Linked DNA regions of Pan troglodytes: all the other regions are linked to region 2. Evidence: chromatin contacts called from public HiChIP or PLAC-seq data. All regions are on one chromosome and are shown on one strand. The core of a region is the stretch at or near the end of the contact, and the rest is flanking DNA. Distances in the headings are between cores, read along the strand shown. Region 1 holds the start of GSTA4 (glutathione S-transferase alpha 4). Region 2 holds the start of EFHC1 (EF-hand domain containing 1). Region 3 holds the start of FBXO9 (F-box protein 9).

The links. HiChIP or PLAC-seq counts read pairs in DNA pulled down with a chosen protein or histone mark.
Region 1: an H3K4me3 HiChIP or PLAC-seq map of stem cell-derived excitatory neurons shows a contact between it and region 2, with 7 times the contacts expected there. The contact joins the promoter of GSTA4 here to the promoter of EFHC1 in region 2. A contact is called at or near these places in 1 of 7 Hi-C or Micro-C datasets (stem cell-derived neural progenitor cells) and 1 of 1 datasets of contacts at active chromatin or transcription factors (stem cell-derived excitatory neurons).
Region 3: an H3K4me3 HiChIP or PLAC-seq map of stem cell-derived excitatory neurons shows a contact between it and region 2, with 17 times the contacts expected there. The contact joins the promoter of FBXO9 here to the promoter of EFHC1 in region 2. A contact is called at or near these places in 1 of 7 Hi-C or Micro-C datasets (stem cell-derived neural progenitor cells) and 1 of 1 datasets of contacts at active chromatin or transcription factors (stem cell-derived excitatory neurons).

What each region holds. Positions count from the first base shown.
Region 1 is chr5:58,853,255-58,857,757 of NHGRI_mPanTro3-v2.0_pri, forward strand. It overlaps GSTA4 (glutathione S-transferase alpha 4), which reads right to left and starts at 1,511. Exons shown (of 7, transcript XM_518543.6): 1 at 1,382-1,511; 2 at 288-392. The coding sequence starts at 374.
Region 2 is chr5:58,274,379-58,279,363 of NHGRI_mPanTro3-v2.0_pri, forward strand. EFHC1 (EF-hand domain containing 1) reads left to right here and starts at 3,535. Exons shown (of 11, transcript NM_001280343.1): 1 at 3,535-3,648. The coding sequence starts at 3,586.
Region 3 is chr5:58,922,421-58,927,289 of NHGRI_mPanTro3-v2.0_pri, forward strand. It overlaps FBXO9 (F-box protein 9), which reads left to right and starts at 2,683. Exons shown (of 13, transcript NM_001160295.3): 1 at 2,683-3,016. The coding sequence starts at 3,014.

The sequences.
Region 1 (4,503 bases), core at 261-2,760, 580 kb after region 2:
TAACTGACAATTTTCAGGTAAATTTCCTTTCTTCTTATTAATAAATATTCATTGGTGCTAGATCAGAAGCCAATAATTAAGTAAAAGTCAAAAGGAAAATAGAATTCCATCAACTACGTTCTAATTATAAAGAAAAATCCCTTCAGGGATGGTATCTGACTCAGTGAAGCGTGCCTGTGATTTTGGTGGACGAGAACTAGAACTGAACGGTGCTTCAAAACGTATTTTTCTTTCAAAGGTCTCAAAAGCTGTATGACAAATCCGTGAAGAAACAGCATATAAGGTACCTCGACTCCGGCGGCAGCTAAAACCCATCTCACGGACTCCATCCGGCCTCTTCCGTTGGGATAGTGGAGCTTGGGCCTTGCTGCCATGATAGCTTTTCAGGCTTTCTGAAATACAAATGCAGCAGCTCGTCGCAGACCAACAGCCCCAATTTCGCGTCTTCAACCCAGTGCTCAGGGGCGAAATGAATATTCAGGATTTTGGCACGGGAAACTGTTCTTTATTTTTGTTGCTGCATTTGCCCTCACTCAAGAAAAAAAATACCACCATTTTAAAACACGGAGAAAAAAACCTTGGCTTTTATATGATTTCTATTTATGACTTCTTATCCTGGATCTTGGGAAGCTGGGGCCATTTGTTGTAAAAACATATGTGCTAGCAGTACGGGATTTCACAAATTCAGAATATTATATATTTTGACCTCGAGAATCTCAGATTTTCCAAATTCAGCTTGGGGATAGGGGGTGGCAGGCGTTGAAGAGGGTAGCGAAGGAAAATCGCACAGCCACTGGAAGCTCTTCAAGTATTCATGCTTTTACATACATCATCATATTTTATTATCACGGCAACTGGAAGGTGAACAGGCCGAGTACTACTACTGTCTGCAAAATGTGCGTCCACCGTCACGCATGCGGTGGCTGCCCCCCCCGGGTCCCGCGTGTCCACCACCCCTACTGGGAGATGAGCCCCCGGCCTTGTAAAACGAGCCGGGGGCCAGGGCTTGGCCATCTGAGATCGCACTCTCCCATGCTCGTCTTCCCCGCTCAGCCCACGCAGGGGCGTAGCGGCAGCCCAGCCAGGCCCGGGGACGATCCGAGCCCACCTTCCACCAATGCATTCAGACTCCGCAGAAGGGGTTTAAAAAAAAAATATGCACACTGAGCCAAGAAGGACCCCAGCTCCAGCCAAGGGGCCCACCTCTGCCCAGACTGGATGGAGCAGGAGGACAAAGGACAAGAGGAAAAAAAGACAAGAGAAGGACTGAACTGGGGGAGTGAGGGAAGAATGCGAGAGTGAGACTCAGAGAGTAAAGGGGAGGGAAAAAAAAGAAGAGAGAAAGGGCGAGGAAGGGGGCGACCGCAGGAGGGAGACAGACCTGGAGTCCACTCGGAGGCCTGGAGCCGCACAAAGCGCAAGGTCAGCGGTCCCGGCTGGGTGAGACCAGCAGGCGGCTCTAGCGCGCGGGAGCTGGGCGAGGCTCCGGGACGACCTCACCAATGGACACTGCAGTATTTAGCATGCCCCACCCATCTGCAAGGCATTCTGGATAGTGTCAAAACAGCCGGAAATCAAGTCCGTTTATCTCAAACTTTAGCATTTTGGGAATAAATGATATTTGCTATACTGGTTAAATTCGATTTTAGTTAAAATTTCCTGCTGAAGCTCTAGTACGATAAACAACTTGACCTAACTGTAAAGTTGAGATTTCCTTCAGGTTTATATAGCTTGTGCGCCGCCTGAGTACCTCGGATGTGAGGGCGATCTGGCTGCGACATCTGTCACCCCATTGATCGCCAGGGTTGATTCGGCTGATCTGGCTGGCTAGGCGGGTGTCCCCTTCCTCCCTCACCGCTCCATGTGCGTCCCTCCCGAAGCTGCGCGCTCGGTCGAAGAGGACGACCATCCCCGATAGAGGAGGACCGGTCTTCGGTCAAGGGTATACGAGTAGCTGCGCTCCCCTGCTAGAACCTCCAAACAAGCTCTCAAGGTCCATTTGTAGGAGAACGTAGGGTAGTCAAGCTTCCAAGACTCCAGACACATCCAAATGAGGCGCTGCATGTGGCAGTTTGCCTTTCTTTTGACCCATTATCCATCTAAGTTAGATGCTTTTTTTAATGTTTTTTTAATTTTTAAATTTTTAATTTTTTTCATTATTTATTTATTTTTTATTTTTGAGACGGATCTCGGCTCACTGTAACCTCCACCTCCCGGGTTCAAGCGATTCTCCTGACTCAGCCTCCCGAGTAGCTGGGATTACAGGCGCGCGCCACCATGCCCGGCTAATTTTTCTATTTTTAGTAAAGACGGGGTATCGCCATGTTGACCAGGGTGGTCTTGAACTCCTGACGTCAGGTGATCCTCCTGCCTCGTGCTGGGATTGCAGGCGTGAGCCACCGCTCCCGGCCCTTAGATGCTTTTTAATCAGCAAGTACGCAATGCTTTCCTGACAGGAATGTCAAGTCCGTCAGGAAATCCACATAAGGGTGTTAAGTAGGCAAAGTACCACATACAGATTAAAATCAAAAGCACTGTCAACCCTTATTTAATTTATACAGTAGACCCTAACTTTTCTAATTTTGTGTATACATGTATATACATGTATACATACATACATATTTTCTTCTTTCTTTCTTCATCTCAGTGGGACATCTTGAGATTTCTCTTCATTTTGTACATTTTAGAGACAAGTGCTCTATAGTCACGGTCTCAAGTCAGCACCTGTTTGGAAGGGGGTCTTTGGAGTTGGGGGTGGTGCTAAAAGAATAATTTGGCTGGCAAGTTAGTTAAAACATTAAAAATATATTAAAACTATCAGGGCTATATTATGGAACAATTGCAAAATTCACATAGATTTCAAAGTTTGAAATATATGCCTTCGAAAATAAATTTTGTTTTTAGAGGCAGCTTCTGCTATTTCTCAGGCTATAGATGTTGTTATTTTCTTCACCCACGGGGGCGCTCGAGAGTACCTTGCTTGACAAGCCTGGGTGCTGAACAATTGCAGCAGCTAACACGATCAGATTTTATTTTCAGTAGGTTTCTCTGGCCAAAGTGAGGCGAATGAATTGGGGTAGTAGGGGTAGAGAAAGAAACCTCTTGTGTCTGTGTAAATTAAAGTAGCACCATGAGTTTGAAGAATATGAGTAAGAAAAGGTGAAATACTAAGGAGGTAGGTGGTAAAGCATTTACTAATCAGATCAAAGGGAAGGGAGGAGGAAGAAAAGTCTAGAATGATGCCCTGTCCAACACACACACACACACACACACACACACACACACACACACGCACACACACACACTTCTTGTCTTTTTTTTAATAACATGTATTGTCATCTAACAGGACATTTTTTATTTATTTGTCTGTAGATTCCTAGAATGTAAATTCCACGAGATCGAGGATTTTTGCGCTTTTGGTTTTCCTTTTGTACATCCTGGTTAGTATAGAGTAGGTATTCAGAGAACACTTGTTGAATGAATGAATGAGCAATGCTTTGGTTTCTAGTTCCATAAAGAGCGGAGAAGGAAGACAAAGTTTGGGGAAAATGGGTTGACTTGTCTTTTGTTGCTATGAACCATCCAGCTGGAAATGCCCACTAGACAGTTGAAAAAGCCATTGAGGGCTGGGCGCAGTGGCTCACGCCTGTAATCCCAGCACTTTGAGAGGCTGAGGCGGGCGGATCACCTGAGGTCAGGAGTTCAAGACCAGCGTGGCCAACATGGTGAAACCCTGTTTTTACTAAAAATACAAAATTAGCCGGGCGTGGTGGCCTGTTCCTGTAGTCCCAGCTATTCAGGAGGCTGAGGCGGGAGAATCGCTTGAACCTGGAAGGCGGAGGTTGCAGTGAGCCGTGATCACGCCCCTGCAGTACAAGCTGGGCGAGAAAGTAAGACTCCCTATAAAAAAAAAAAAAAACAAAAAGACAAAAACCAACCCAGTGAGGACTCAGTAGAGAGAACTGAAATCGGTTGAATTGGTGGCAAAAGAATGAGCTCATCCAGAGAAGGTATGCAGGGTAAGAAGAGAGGTAAGTCAAGGACCACTGGGCACCCCAAAAGTCAGAAAAGTCGTTTTCAAAAAAGACTTAACAGTGTATATCCAATCATATTTCCAGTTCTGATTTAACAGCAATTACTCAGTTTAACAGGAGTAGGAAGCCATATTTTCCAGCCTTGCTGAAAGTGGTCATTCTTTTTTTCTTGCTTTTAGTTTATAATTAAGGAAGCTTTATTGAACATCTGTGCTGAGGTCTACTGGATTTACTGAGACATAAAAAATAAATTATAAAATCCAGTTCTTGCCCTCAAGGAGCTTATTTTTTAATTGACAAATAAAATTGTATATTTTTACTGTGTACAACATGATATTTTAAAGTACAGTCATCCCTCAGTATCTGTGGGGGATTGGTTTCAGAACCCCCTCAGCTACCAAAATCAGACCATGCTCCAGTCCCTTATATAAAACGGTGTAGTATTTGCATGTAACTTAACACACATCCT
Region 2 (4,985 bases), core at 2,285-4,784:
TATAGAATGAGAATGTCACAGTTTTGAAAACAAATTCTGGGTAAAGTCAGCTCTGGGCAAAATGCTGAAAGAGGAGAGGTTTATTTTAGCTGACTGCTTATGGCCTGTCCCATCAGGATTGCCTGGAAGACATTACCCAGCCCACAAGGCCCTCTTTCAGGCTTGGCTCCTGGCAGTCTGACCTTTCAATTTTTTTCCATTCCCCAAGTTTTGGAACACCTGCTAAAATCATGCAATATTTCTGTGGTCTTCTGAGTCAGGCTTTATGCAATGGCCTTTCAATCATGGCATTTCCTACTTTAGCTGCCAGGAATGGTCAGTTTCCTGCCCTCTTTTATATATTCCACTAAGTGGGAAATGGTGGGTACAAACTGAAGTGCAATGCATGCTAAGTGGTCATGTAGACTGGAGTGCAGTGGCATGATCTCTGTTCACTGCAACCTCTGCCTCCCCGGTTCAAGCGATTCTCCTGCCTCAGCCTCCTGAGTAGCTGGGACTACAGGCATATGCCACCACGTCCAGCTAATTTTTGTATTTTTAGTAGAGATGGGGTTTCGCCAGGCTGGTCTCAAAATCTTGGCCTCAAGTGATTTGCCCACCTTGGCCTCCCAAAGTGCTGGGGTTACAGGCATGAGCCACTGCACCCGACTGGGATACAAACTCTTAATCACAGCAGACCTTCTGAGGATCCAGGTACCTTTCTGAAGCCCTGCCTTTCCTCCCGCCCCACTTCTTTACAGACTTGTCCCTGTGCCTTTTAACACTAATGCAGTACGTCTGACTTCCCCTCCTCAGAGATGATAGCATTTTTAGGAGGCCATAGACCAACAGAAGTTGTCTTCATGCATTTCTGGGGTCCGAAAGTAGTTAAAACACACCCCTTAGCCATTTAACTGGTGTGCTTTTCTGGAGAGAAAGGCATGAGCAGAGGGCACTCCTCAAATAGAAACAGATGCGATAATGGACAATAGGCTTAGGCATGACTCAGCCTTTCCAGCTCCACACGCTCCTTCCCTACCCAACCCAGGAATATAGATCCAAGTGCAACCATGCACTTAGTCAAGAAGGGCTCTTCAAAGTGTGTCCTAATGCCATGAAATTTACTTTTAATAAGAGAGTGGGTAGGGAGGGATCATGGAACTTCTAACAGTTTAAGGTTATCATGAAGAGTCAGCAAAAATTACAGTAACCAGTGATTCTGGGTAATCAGCGTCAATGAGGTGGAGAGAAGTGGGAGAGGTGCCTTATCTTTGAAAGGTTAAACTTGCCATCTTTTTTTTTTTTTTCCTTTTTTTGAGACGGAGTTTTGCTCTTGTTGCCCAGGCCGGAGTGCAATGGCGCGATCTTGGCTCACTGCAACCTCTACCTCCCGGGTTCAAGCGATTCTCGTGCCTCAGCCTCCCAAGTAGCTGGGATTACAGGCATGCGCCCCCATGCCCAGCTAATTTTGTATTTTTAGTAGAGGTGGGGTTTCACTATGTTGTCCAGGCTGGTCTCAAACTCTGACCTCAGGCGATCCACCCGCCTCGGCCTCCCAAAGTGCTGGGATTACAGGCGTGAGCCACCGCACCCAGCAAACTTGCCATCTTGACATATTCCTCCAGTGACTGGCATCCATCCTCAGTTGGTGTCTAAGGTATAATACAACGGACAGGTACTTTAAAAGTTTTCAGTAACTTCCACAATGCTAACCAATGTTTGAGGAATATGATTACATTTATTTTTTAAAAAAATAAGCAAGTTTTGTAAAAAGCACCAAAGGCAAAAAAACTTCATTGAAGTTTTTAAAAAATGTATTAAACTGCTGCATTAAGGTAATGTACTTACAGAAAAAGAAAAAGAGGTTTAAAAAAGGACAAGAACAGGAAACAGATGTAGTAAGGGGAGAAGAGTTAGAAAAGAAACTCTCTGGGCAGGGTATGGTAAGCAGGCATCAATAACTGCCTCAGGTGCCACTTAATGCATTCATGTCCTGGGCCTCCTGAGCGTCACACAAATTAGTGAAACCCATCAGGGGGATTTGCTCTGACAAGCAGCAATAAAAGTAAAGCTGCTGTCTGTATTGGCAGTAAACTACCTGTGACACTGAGATATGCCTTCTGTGTCTGGCTTATTACTCTATCATGTTCCTAAACTGGCTTGTCACAAACGCCTGTTACAAAAATCAGATTCCTGGCCTCCATGTCAGACCTAATGAATCCAAATCTCTCGGCACGTGGCTTTTGATTACTTTTTATTTTTAAGCTCCTCAGCAATGATGGATAGCTTTCTTCCCCCCACCAAAAAAATGTTTCAGGAATAGGATTATGTTTCTTTTAAGAAAAAATAATTTAAGCAAGTTTTGTAAAAAGCATCAAAGGCTATACCTATGATGCTGACAATATTTCACCTCACTTATCTGCTTCTTTCCCAAGACTTAGTCTTTCTCTTTGAAGGAGCTGTGTTCCTCCTAGTGGTTCTGATCTTTTTCATTGCAGCTGCAGGTACAAACGAGGGATTGAGGTGACCACCCTTCAACCTGCAGCTCTTCAGTCAACAAAAATCAAGTACCTATCAGAGTGCACCCTGCCCTGCAGCACATATTCAAGGCTTTCCCTACAAGAACGAAGGTGTTTAACCGAAGGGATTGATGGTAGAATAAAGAGAGCTGGGCGCGGTGGCTCATGCCTGTAATCCCAGCACTTTGGGAGGCGAGGTGGGCGGATCGCTTGACCCCAGGAATTCGAGACCAGCTTGGACAACATAGTGGGACACTATCTCTACGGAAGGAGGGAAGTAGGGAAGGAAGGAAGGAAGGAAGCAAGGAGGGAAGGAGGGACGGAGGGAAGGAAGGAAGGAAAAAGAAAGAAAAGAAAGGAAAGAAAGAAAGAAAGAAAGAGAAAGATTGATTTTAAAAAAAAGTTAAAAGGGGAAAAATACAATGTGGCAGTGGGAGAATTAAGGATGAGATGATTGCATTAGTTCATTGACCATCCCTGAGCAACAGAAACACAATCATGGGTAATCCTCGGCCCCTACCTACAAGAAGCATGGGTCTAGTTTAGTAGCACTGCCAACTGGACCGACCATTTACACTTCTGTGTGAAATGGGGCAGAGCGGGGAGAAAAGAGTGCCTGAGCTCACAGCGTTGGCGGGGCGCAGTGAGGTCCGCCAGGACTAGGTGGAAGGAGAGAAGGAACGTCCCTCTCTGCAACTCATCTAAGGGCCTGCTCGGACCCCGGATCTCACAGCGAGAACTACCGCCTCGCTACACCCGCCTTTCCCCGCGCCACCCAACAGCTCCCACGTCTCATCCTCCGGGAGCGGGGCGGGGCGAAGCGGAAGAGGAGGGGCCGACACAACCACGCCCACTAGCCGCGCTCCAAGGCCGCGGCCCCCTTACCGCGAGAACGCGGAGTCCTGCGGATGGCGCACGCGCAAACCTCCTGTGACGCCTGCGCCTCCTGGCCCCGCCTTCCGCTCGTGGGAGTTCCGGATGTTTAGCGTTACCATGGAGCCTGGAGGTGCCCGCGAACGCTGCTCGTCGCCTGGGCAACCGGAGAGGACGAAGCAGGACCTAGGTGGCGGCGGTGGTACCGGCTGCAATGGTGTCCAATCCCGTGCATGGCTTGCCCTTTCTTCCGGGCACGTCCTTTAAGGACTCTACGGTGAGCAGTTATCTGCCAGACTCCCACCTGTCCCCACCTTCCAGCAGCCCAGGAGGTTTCCCCTCTCAGTGCACCTCCATTCCCCTCCACTCAAGTCTGTCTTCTCTCCAAACACGTCTTCTGTCCTGACCCTGTTCTTTATTCTGGGCCGAACTTCTGCCGTTCTTCCCTAGCCATCCTCATCCCCTCTCTCCGATCCTTTGCCCTCCGCCTCATCCCTCTCTAGTTTTTTCCCACTCCATCTTGGCAGTGTGTTGGCGCCTTCATTCTCATCCCGTTAGCCGCGTTCTTTCTTACGGCCCTGCTCCTCCAAGCCCCTGCCTCTTGTCCCTTTAGATCACTATTTCCCCCACCCTACTCCCAACCTATCTCTGGGCCCTCTCCCTAGCTCGTTCTCTCACATCATAACCTGTCTCCGTCCATCGCCGCCCTTAAACCCCCCCGCCACTATGCACCTTCATCCTCATTCCCACAGGTCCGTCATTCCCGCCCCACCTCTTCCTCTTCTGAATCCTGTACCCGGTAGTATCTCCCACTCCCAGCTCCATTTCCTGTTTTGTATGTATATCGATTCCGCTCCTCTTCTTTCCGCCAGGTCTTTTTCCTTTCTTCTTTATCTTGCATCCAACCCCATTCTTTTCTCTCCATCTTCTACATTTTCCACAATTTAGTCCCATCCTCTCCCCATTCTTTTCTTTCTCCATTGCGGGTTTTCCCCAAAACTTGCTCACCTTCCTCCCAAAGCATCTTTCCCTGCTTTGTAAGAGATATTCCTTTCCAGTTCCCTCAAGAATTGATTAGTTGCTGTTTATTCTTCCCCGGCTCTATTCTTTTTATTCTAACGTTTTTGTAAAAAGATTCCTGTTTAGATTTTGTTTTGCTCCTTCCCCAACCTTGTGTTTTTATTTGCATTTTCTAGACAAAATTTTTTAAAAAGTAGCAGCAGCTTGGATTCTTTTTTTTTTTTTAAACTCTTGCCACAGTTTAGCTCTTAAAATTATTTGGTTTGTTTTAATTCTGACGGGGCTACTGAAATGTATGTGCTGAAAAATCAATAATGAGATTCAGTAGACTGATCATCACAGATGAGCTAACAGTAGTTTATGTTTATATAGTTTAATACTTTAAACTCTTGCCTTCCTCTCCAGCTTCACAAAGTTAAAATATTTTGTCAATTTATTTTCTTCGGAAGAATCAATTTAGAATGAAATCGAAAGTTTGGTGAGAGAATTTGTATTCTGAATCTCTGTAATTATCCCTGCATTAAGACACAACATCATAGATTTTTAGTTTCAGTGGACTTTTCAGTTTTATGTAATTTAGAAAATGTTGTAGGC
Region 3 (4,869 bases), core at 1,433-3,932, 650 kb after region 2:
AGCTGATCATATCAGTTTTTTTCTCACTATTTTTATTTTTGAATTCTACAGACTGAAGATTGTTTTTTACTGAAAAAATCTATACCAAGGCCTGAATCCTTCTCTCCTCTTGATCTTGTGGAAGAAACATGCAAGATATAAGACAGTCAAGCTTCTTTAGATTTCCTCTCCCAAATGGAAAAAGGTCATCTGGCCACTTGACATATGTATAACATTGATATCTACCTTTGTGTTTACCTATTTAACAGCCAGCCCATATGGCAAATGAAAACTGAAAATCATTATCAGTGAAAAGATAGAGACACGACAAGGAATCTACCAAGTCATATACTACTCCCATGAAAAGCAATTTCTAAAGTAAAATGATCAGTTTTAGTCAAATTGTCCAAGCAGGTCTACCTGGCAAACAAAGGTACTGTCTTGGTCTACCTTTTAGCAAGAGTCTGCTAGGCTAGTAAGTAGCCTAGATCAGTAGTTTTGGCCTCAGGAAATTATAATCCTGTAAATATAATATGAGAATATAACCTTGTAATGAGGTCTAGTGGATACTGTGGAACTGACTGAAAATAGAAAATTAGTAGCTATGAAGCATAACAGTATTTTAATGCTCAATTTATCTTTACAAATATTATTTTATTAAGCTTTAATTACTTGCTAGAATAAAAGAAACCATCTGTGTAATTGACCAGGCTATTTTAAACTAGCACTCAACATTTTAAATGAAACAGATTTGTTCCCAAACTATTTCAATACTTCATTCTCAGTATGTAAAAGAGTCACATTTATCATTTTATTCTATTATAAATCTTAGATTTAACCTTTCCCCCCAATTTAAATTTCAAAATTCAATTTTAAGGAGTTCATTGGGAGGAAATTTATCCTTAAAAAGACTTAAGCCCTAGAGTCTCCTTTAAAACAAAAAATTTAAATTTTTGCCCTCTTTTAAACAGTAAGGCATTTTTTATAGGTAGCTGACTTAGGGTGCAAATAAAAACACACGCATCCGAAGGGTGGATCCCAATATTAAAACATGGCAGGCCGGGCGCAGTGGCTCACACCTGTAATCCCAGCACTTTGGGAGGCCGAGGCGGGCGGATCACGAGGTCAGGAGTTCAAGACCAGCCTCACCAACATGGTGAAACCCCGTCTGTACTAAAAATACAAGAATTAGCTGGGCTTGGGGGCGCTCGCTGTAATCCCAGTTACTCAGGAGGCTGAGGCAGGAGAATTCCTTGAACCCGGGAGGCGGAGGTTACAGTTAGCCGAGATGGCGCCACTGCAATCCAGCCTGGGCTACAGCGAGACTCTGTCTCAGCAAAACAAAACACGGCATTTGGACTTCCTTATTGTAGCTCGTTCTCTCTCCCCTTCACTCTCTCTCTCTCTCCCCTCCCTCAGCACTTTCACCTCCATTTCTGTGCCAAAGATGTACTACAATTTTTTTTTTTTTGAGACGGAGTCTCACTGTGTCGCCCACGCTGTAGTGCAGTGGCGCGAACACTGCAACCTCTGCCTCCCGGTTTCAAGCGATTCTCCTGCCTCAGCCTCCTGAGTAACTGGGATTACAGGGGCGCGCCACCAAAGCCGACTAATTTTTGTATTTTTAGTAGAGACGGGGTTTCACCATGTTGGTGAGGCTGGTCTCGAACTCTTGACCTCGTGAGCCACCCGCCTCGGCCTCCCAAAGTGTTGGGATTACAGGCGTGGGCCACCGCGCCCAGCCGATGTACTGCATTTTTAATCTCTCCAGAATAGAATGGATTAGAAATTTAAACTCTGTAAACTCATTGAATGTTTGGAAGCCTATTAGTCCCTGGCACCACTAGAAACTTTAAAAACTCAGTAAATGTTTGCTAAATTAAGGTTATAGGCTATGAAGCCTATCAGTTTTCACAAAACAGGCAAACCCGTAGTTTAAAAGATTTAAATTGTGTAAAAGCAAAGTATCACCTTATGAACAAGTACATTCACTCAAGAAGAAATCAGGTAGTTTGGGCTTTAAGAGGTGGGGCCGAGGACCAAGTGTAAGTTCCGGTGCTCAAACCTGAGCGGCCGACTACAAATCCCAGAGTGCCTCGCGGGCGCCGTCTCCACGGCACTTGGGTTTCAGGGCCATGGAATCGCAAGCCCTTTTCGCACTGCATTATGGGATCTGTAGTGAGACATGCCTTGCGTTGGCTCTTTCCTCCTGCTGGGCACCAAAGCGCGTCTTTTCCTCAATCTCCAGTCTGTCTGTGCTCTCAAAAACTTTAGTTGTTATAACAACTGTGACTGTTGAGAAATTTCACTGTTTTCCCGCATTCCTGGCGCGGGACTCTAGCCAGAGGCTCCGAGGACTTTGTAGCGACTGTCCCAAACGTCCAGTTCGATGCTTCTCAGGGCGGCTTGCTTTAAGGGCCCACCCCTAAATTTGGGTTGTAAAAATTTTTGAGGTAATGCTTGTTCAAGTTCGCTTAAGTGTTCACTCAGCCCAACACGCGGGTTGGGCTTGAGGTTCGGCACCCGGGCAGCCTCACCCCCCGCGTCAGGCGCGCGTACACAGTAGGTCCGCGACCCTTAGCCCTCCACTAGGCAGCCCGCGGGGATGGGTGGCCGGGCCGCGCACACGGGCAGCACCGGCACTGCGCATGCTCGGCGCGTCGGCGCAGATTTCCGCAGCTGAGGGGGCAGCTACGCGGCGGCGTCCGGGGTCTCCAGTAGGGCTGACGCTCCGGTGCTCGCACAATCCCCCGCCTCGGCTGGCAACGGGCGTCCCTCCACTCCCCGAGTCCCCGGCAGCCGCCGCCACCCCAGCGCGCCCCGATCTGGCCCCCTGCCCCGCGAAGATGGCTGCCGTACGCCGGGCCCGCAGTTATTGCCGCTGCCTGGTGCGCTTCTCCGACCGAGAACTCTGCTAAGCTCCGCTGCAGAGACAGGCAGGAGTAGACACCCGGACACCCAGCACCCCTCCTCCGGGGGGCGGTGCAGAGGGGGCACGGAGAGCCCCTCGAGCGCAGCAGGCCGCCCCGCCAGCATGGTAACCTGGCCAGGGGGCTCGAGGGTGGACGCCGCGGGGCGGGAGCGTGGTGTGCAGAGGGGCCGGGCCTAGGGCTGGGGGTCGGCGGGGACTCTGGGAGGAGTGGGAGCTTCACGGCTGCCACCCGTTAGAGGGCCCTGGCCTGAGAAGGAGTGCGTCGGGGGGCGGGGGTGCCAACCCTGGCTTCTCCCCAGGATTCCTTCCTGCTGAGCCTCCCCAACCCCCGCCGAGCTCGATGTGAGGAGGAGGGTTTGCAGGACAGCCGGGGAAAATGTCCCTTTTCGGCTCACTGAGTATATTGAACCGGTCTCGGTCCTCTCGAGGGATTTTATCAGAAGCATTGAGCATAGATTGAGGTAAGCTGTCACAGCGCCTGAATTCGGGAGGGAGCTCTGGCAAGAGGAGACACTTGTTGATTGCTCTTCTGCCGAAAAACCAGGCCCACCGACAGGCCCTGCCGGCACCTTGAGGAGCCCTGGGTGTAGGACGCATCTGCCCCGCGAGGCGTCATTCCCTGGGTAGGATGTTGGCAGGCGGTCCTGGCGGAGTGGGGTTGGAGGGTTCGTCTCCGCGGCGTCGGTGCCGTCCAAATGAGAGACTGAGCTAAGTTGCAGAGCTTGACAGTGAAGATTCCATGAGACTGTTCCATATTGGAATACGTAGTCTCTGCCCTATGCCTTTCTTTGGTTTAGAATAAATTGTTCATCTGAGAAACTAATCTCTGGCTGGGGCTTAAAGAATCAGGGATGCAGTAATTCCAAACGATTTAATTTATAGTGGACTCAAATATTTATTGCATAAATGAATGGCTGAATTTATTTTTATTAAATTAATCTGGAGGATAGAAAAGGCAATTGCCCCTGCCCCTAAACTTTCAGAAGTAGTTCTCTGACCGGGATTAAGTACTTAGCCTTTATAATTTATTAATCGCACCTGTGAAACAGGAGTAACATGATGAAGACATGGACTACTCATACACGTGAGCTATTCAAGTGAAGGTGATATTTAGGTCAAACTCGATTATGAAAAATAAAAGGAAAACCTCCAGGTGGCATCTGAGGCCCTACTTATTTCAAGTAGTAGTTGAATTGACCAAATGTCAACTCAGCCGATCCCAGATATAATAGTTTGTTTTTGTGATCATACTGTCAAAATCAAAGTAAGAATGGTTTAGAGCTCCACTGTAACACAGGGGAGAAGAAAGATGCTGTCTATATTACACTTCTCCCATTTCCTTTCCTCATCCTTCAGATACACATTATCCAGATGGCATTTTATTTGTCGATTCAGCCAATATTTTTGAGTACCTATTAGCCTGGCATAGTGTGAGACTCTGGTACAATACTAGATCTTCAATATAACCAAACCTGCAAGGTGATTTATGATAAACTTTTAATCACAGAATGTCACATGAAAAGGGACCTCAGTAGATCACCATACCTCTTTATAGATGTCCCATAGACATGACAGCTGAGGCCTAGACAGGCCTTTACTACAAATCAAGCAATGTGTTTGACCTTATGGTTACAGAGGTAACTGAGATGTGTTCCTGTCCTGGATGCCTTAAATCTAGTAAATGAAACAGCCAACCTCAGTACAAATGTTGTGATAAAAGTAAGCACAAGTGTTATGGGAACACAAAAATGTTGAAAAATGCTTCTGACTAAGATGAACCCTGAGCTGAATCTTGAAGAATGAGTAGAAATAGCTAAGTGAGGAAGAAGGCATTCCAGATAGAGCAAGCAGCGTATGCAAGCCAACTGGACAGAGCAGGGGAAGCTCTTGAAGTCAGTTTAGAATGACTGCTAGGCAAGAGTTAGAAAACTAAATTACAAAGGATACCCCACAGAACT